Regions from separate parts of the Anas platyrhynchos genome. Here region 1 is linked to region 2. A link is a contact called in public Hi-C data. All regions are on one chromosome and are shown on one strand. The core of a region is the stretch at or near the end of the contact, and the rest is flanking DNA. Distances in the headings are between cores, read along the strand shown.

Region 1 (2,700 bases), core at 28-2,527, 550 kb after region 2:
AAACCTCATATTTTACTGATGAAGTACTTTGGACAGACTGTATTAAGATTGAAGCACTTAATAATTATTAAGAGGCTAGTTACGGGTTTGACACATTTCCACGATCTGCAAGAAATACTACTGTGCATCAGCCACACGTGTACACAACAGGACCGTAGCCCCCTTTGAAATGAGAAAGTCACCTCATTTGGCTATTTTACTGGGAAGAGTTTTTTTTTTTTTCAGGTGTCATATGCCCATAGTTATCAGTGAATGTTTGTCATACGTTTTCCAGGACAAAGCATTTCAGCAAAAGCTCTATTTCTGCAAGGCACCACTTTCATTCCATAGCTTTACAGGGGATTTTTCGGCACCTTGTACTTGTGGTTTCTGATAGGACACGAGGCCAAAATCCATGTGAATTCAATTACCTGGGAAAAAAAATACACTGTAGTTTCAGCAGTGTATTTGTTATTATGACATTGCTACAAGGGAAGGGAAATGAGGAATAAAACAGGCACCACTCAGCCACATCTCTAGAAGTGAATATTGACCAAGGTTCAATACATCACTGACAGCAAATCGAAGGTCATTCCCATCAACAGTTAAGTCGTGTCAGAAATTGACGTGCTGAATATGAAATGTCTCAGTAGGAAGAGCCAAGTTACAGAGAAATCTGTTCACCTTTCTAATCTGTTCAGCAGCACAACAGACATTGAGAAAATGGTGAGCACATATTTAAGGTTCTGTTATGTCCTACTGTCTGCAATACCATTTTGTGTCAGTATTATTTTTGTTTTTGTAGCACTAGTAACGTGCTAATCCTGTGACATTATACTGTCCCGAGCAGACTGGCAGATCAATATAAGGCAATCAGCAGCTCTTAGAGCACATCTTTTAGATGTTTAAAATATATATGGAAAAGAAAATATTAAGCAGTATTATGTCATACTACATAATATTTAAAACAATGCTGGTTTAGTGTAGCAGGACCTTTTTTTTTTTAATGGTATTTTTGGTACCTTTCCTCATCAACAACCAACACGCTGACACATTAAGCACAAAGCCCTAAAACACAGAAAAACATTTACAATTTAATTCAATAAGAAATAAAAACTTCTCACTCAGTATCTGCTTGTGTGTATATAACAGTCGCATCATAGTACCTACCAATAACTGTGTTATTTTACAAGTGTGGCTTTTGCTAATTGTCCACTCACCTCTCCCACACTTTCTAAATTTGTCACATTTAAGATCTGGTCATAATTACGAGAAATCCACTATGCGGTCACATCTCTGTATAGAGCAGTGTTGTCACAATTTGTGATTACTTGAAAATAGAATAACATTTTTGCTGAGACAATAAAATACAGAAAGCCACTCTGAAAGTCTATTTAAAAGCTCTTTCTGTTTAATCCAGGGCTGCAGCCTGCACAGCGAAGAAACTGAGGTCACTCCATGCTCCGTATATATAATTCATGCATTAAAACCAAAAACTAAACATAACCCAAAGTCAACTCCCTCAGGTGCCTGAAGCTTTTTCCCTGTAACAGATCTCACTTGGCATCCTCTCAATGTCATCCTCAGCTCCCAGCCCCCGGTGGCAGCGCACTGCCTGCCTGGAAAACAGTTTCAGCACCCCCCTCTACCCCCAACAAACGAAGAAATTCGGCGTTTCACGGCAGAACATAACTAAAACCGCGTTTCACGAGCTCCCTCTTCTGTCTTTTAACAAAAATCCTGGTGCGGTTAAAAGGGCGCTTTCGAGGAAGCACAGCCAAATCCTGTAAAGTCCTTGCTCATTCGCTAGTATTTTAAAGAGAGAAAATGCGACCTCTATTAAAAGAAAACTGAAATGATTTTCAAAAGTCTGGACCTATCCTGGGATAATTCAAACCCGACAAGATCAAGTCCCTGGTCCCATTATGTCAAGTACTAGTCCAAATGTAAAAATGACTTTTCCAAATAACAGCAGAGTCAAATGAATGAAAAAGCGAACAGAAACAGAGATGCTGGCTCCTTCACAGGAGCTGCTACCAAACTGACACGTAACTTTGCAACTCCACACCCCTTCTGACTCTTTTTACATCTCCTGGAAACTTAAATGGAGTGCCACAGACCGTGCCTGTCCCTTTCTTGGTTAGCATAATGACTACAGCCAGCCTTTCACATTCAAGCAATTGCTGGTGTTTTCCTGCAACCATTTCCCAGGCTAAATCTTTGCTCCTTCATGATATAAACTAGAATAAAGTTCTCAAAAAAAAAAAGGGAAAAATAATCCACGAGTGTGATGGGATACTTGCCCCGGAACTAAACCTGTGTTTGAAGGCAAGACATCTTTGGCCAGCTGCAATTTAAAATCCCAGCTGGCAGCCTGTCCCTGTTCAAGAGACGTCAAGTATGAACCCAAACTGCACGAGCCACTGTTAGCTTGGTTCTGGACATGTCTCTTGGTCTTTCCTGCATCCTAGGAGAGAGATCCACAAAACAGAAGGTTCGCCACTGCTACGTAAAAGCTCATCCTTAAGTTTTACTTATCAGCAGTTTGATTCTCAATTTTGATTATTTTCCTCTTCTGTAACATGTTTTTTCTTCGTCTTTACAAGTCACCTTGTGGGCTGATGTAACTCCATAATATACTTATCCTAACCTAATTTTTTTTGTAACCTTCAAACTTCTTTTCCTGAGGGGAGAAGGAGTTTGTTCTGAGCAAACCAGCAT
Region 2 (2,700 bases), core at 140-2,639:
TGGAGGTCTCTACATACCTACTTCTACCTCAAACTGAAAGTCTTAGGACTGTAGACAGCCGTGGTATGAAGCACCAGTGCTTTGCTTAGTTATCATTGGGTATCATTTTTATCATTGGGTGTCTTTGCTTGGTTATCATCTCTACATTGTGGTCGTTTCAGCATTTATCCAGGTTCCTGTTTCTGCGTGGAGACCAAGGCTTGTAGGCGGTCCTTGAATGCAAATAATGAACAGTGCATTAAAAACAACCCTGAAAAGCACTGGTTGACAGCGGTGAGATCTGACTGCCTAATTACTGTGTGTTTTGGGAAAAGTATGCACTTTCTGGTTTCTTTCCCTAGTGACTTGCCAGAAAATGCTTTTGCCAAGCCTTTGAGGAGCGCAGGAACAGCGCTCCTGTTTCTCTAAATTAAGGCTTTTTTTTTTTTTTTTATGAAACGGGATTTTAACGGGGAAATGTCTGGGGGGGCGACGAGCGTGGGCGGGCTCCCCCTACCCTTCTGGGACCCCTTCCCCTCTGGAGCAGCAAGCGGAGAGTCCGGTCTGTCCGTCTGCAAATCTCTTCCCTGCGTTGCGCGGTGCTTTCCTACACGAGATGGCGCTCTTTGCCTTCCAATAAAGCCACATGCAATTTATTTTTTTTATAATTCCCTCCTCTGCCCCCCCACCCCCCCGCCCTGTCCGTTCCGGGGATGCTGCTGGGATGCGGACGGGACCTGGGAGCGGCTCTGCCTCTGGGGGGCTCCAACCGCGTGCGAGAGGCTGCGGGAACGGGCCCAAGCGTGGTAAAACATCCCACTGCCTCCACCCCATTAAATGAGAGGCCGCTAATTGCTTTCCTCGTGCACCCAGGACTTTTCTGATACGACCCCGTCCTCCGTGCCCGGCTCAGATGCCCCCCGGCTCCTGCCCTCCCTCTGCTTTGGAAGGGCAAGGCGACGCAGGAGCCGCTGCTGCCCTTTGCCAGCCGGCATTAAAACATTCATGTCCGTGATGGGCTCTTCCAAATAAGTCCGGGAAGGGCGAATTCCGGCCTCCCCGGAGGCTGCCGGCGCGGGGGCTGCGTGTGCTGGGACAGGGGGCACCCGCCCGGGGGGGGGGGTGGCTCTGGGTGCCCCTGGGGGTGTGTGGGGGGGGACACAGGTGCCCGAGGGGGCTTGGGACAGTAGGGAGGGACTGGAGAGGCTGAGGGGAGCGGCGTGGGGTGAGCCGGGGAAGGGATGGGGGTACCCCACGGGGTGGGGTGAGCAGCAGGGGCCGGCGGTGGGATACGGGGGGGAGCTGGGGGTGGGATGGGGAGGACCAGGGGCGGATGCCGAGTGGCCGGGAGGGACGCGAGGGGGTGCCGGGGAGGCGGGGGCCAGGCGGGGCCGCGGCGGCTCCACGTGGCTCATTAGCGGGCGGCGATTCAATATTTATGAAGTGCTCTCGTTCGAGTCCCAAGTCTTCGGCTCCAGTTACAAGGAGCTGCGTCACCCTCCGATCACATGGTAATTGTTGCTATTTCCAGGCTCCCAGCCTCGCGGAGCAGCACGGAAGCTCTTTCCCCTTTCCTTGGCTTTTTCTTTTTTTTTTTTTTTTTTTTCCTTTTTTTTTTTTTTTCTTTTTCTCCCCTCCCCTCCCTCCCCCCTCTCTTTCCCCGCTTGGCGGCTCCATGCGAGCGGCCCGGCGCTAGCGCGGGGCAGCGGCGCTGCCCAGGATGAGCGAGCTGGAGGGGGATTTCGCCGCGCTGCTGCTGCTCAAGGAGGAGCGCATCAGGGAGCTGGAGCGGCGCCTGGGCGAGAAGGACGACGAGATCCAGGAGCTGCGCCGCCGGCTGCACAAGTGCCAGTCGGTGCTGCCCGCGCCCAGCCCGCACATCGGGCCCCGCACCACCCGGGCGCAGGGCATCTCGGCCGAGCCGCAGACCTACCGCTCCTTCCACGACCTCCGCCAGGCGTTCCGCAAGTTCACCAAGGCCGAGAGGTGGGCGCCGGGGATGCTGGGGGGACGAATCGGCCGGGCACTTTTGGCTTTCCTTTTTTTTTTTTTTTTTTTTTTTTTTCCTTTTCTTTCTTTTTTCCTTTTTTGTTCTTTTTCTTTTTTCTTTTCCCCTAACCACACGCTCAGCCTGTCTGTTCCCCCCTTCCTGGATCAGCGCATCCCTTTGCGCACCCTGCCCAAGGCAGAGCAGAAACCCTCTCCTTCTCTTTACTTTGCCAGTGCTTTTCCAAAGTCCCGACTCGCAGCCTTCCCAGGGGCCGTGAATGCCGCACGCGTGCTTCAGTCTCTGCCCCCACCCTCTGGGCTCCCTCAGCTCCCCACGACCTCCCCGAGGTCCCTGTCTTCTCCCTGACACCCAGAGCCACTGGAGAAAGCAGGTTGGGACCTCCCGGCACATCCTATGACCCCCATGTGCCCGCAGGGCTGTGCTGACAGCACATGTCCCCCTGCTGCTCCCACGCCCCAGCATCGTGCTCAGTAACCCAGCTGGTTTGGGGGTGCTCCTGGTTTTCAATTAAGGTCCACTCGATTCCTCCCCATCTCATTACCATGACATGCTGCTGCACCCTGTACCCCTGAGCCCCATCGCACCCCAACCCACCCGCTCCTCCTGCACCTCTCCCCCTAGGCTGATACCCGCCAGTGGGCTCAGTGTCAGTGCAGGCACCGTCCCCCCCTCTTCCATCGACCCTTTTCCAGGGGGCTGCAAGGCCGTCA

What was found. Hi-C and Micro-C count contacts between places; a contact is called where the count stands out from the background.
Region 1: a Hi-C map of small yellow follicle shows a contact between it and region 2, with 5 times the contacts expected there. The contact joins the enhancer-like site here to the promoter of PRKG1 in region 2. A contact is called at or near these places in 3 of 8 Hi-C or Micro-C datasets (F1 follicle, skeletal muscle and small yellow follicle).

The regions. Positions count from the first base shown.
Region 1 is chr6:5,032,379-5,035,078 of IASCAAS_PekinDuck_T2T, forward strand. All of the region lies in intron 2 of LOC106016332 (a long non-coding RNA gene), which reads right to left. Among named protein-coding and RNA genes, the nearest start is that of DKK1, 98 kb to the left of the region's middle. Within about 2 kb of position 1,278, at least 1 of the 8 cell types and tissues checked has an H3K27ac peak or open chromatin away from gene starts, as enhancers often do.
Region 2 is chr6:4,483,073-4,485,772 of IASCAAS_PekinDuck_T2T, forward strand. It overlaps PRKG1 (protein kinase cGMP-dependent 1), which reads left to right and starts at 1,390. Exons shown (of 18, transcript XM_038180896.2): 1 at 1,390-1,490.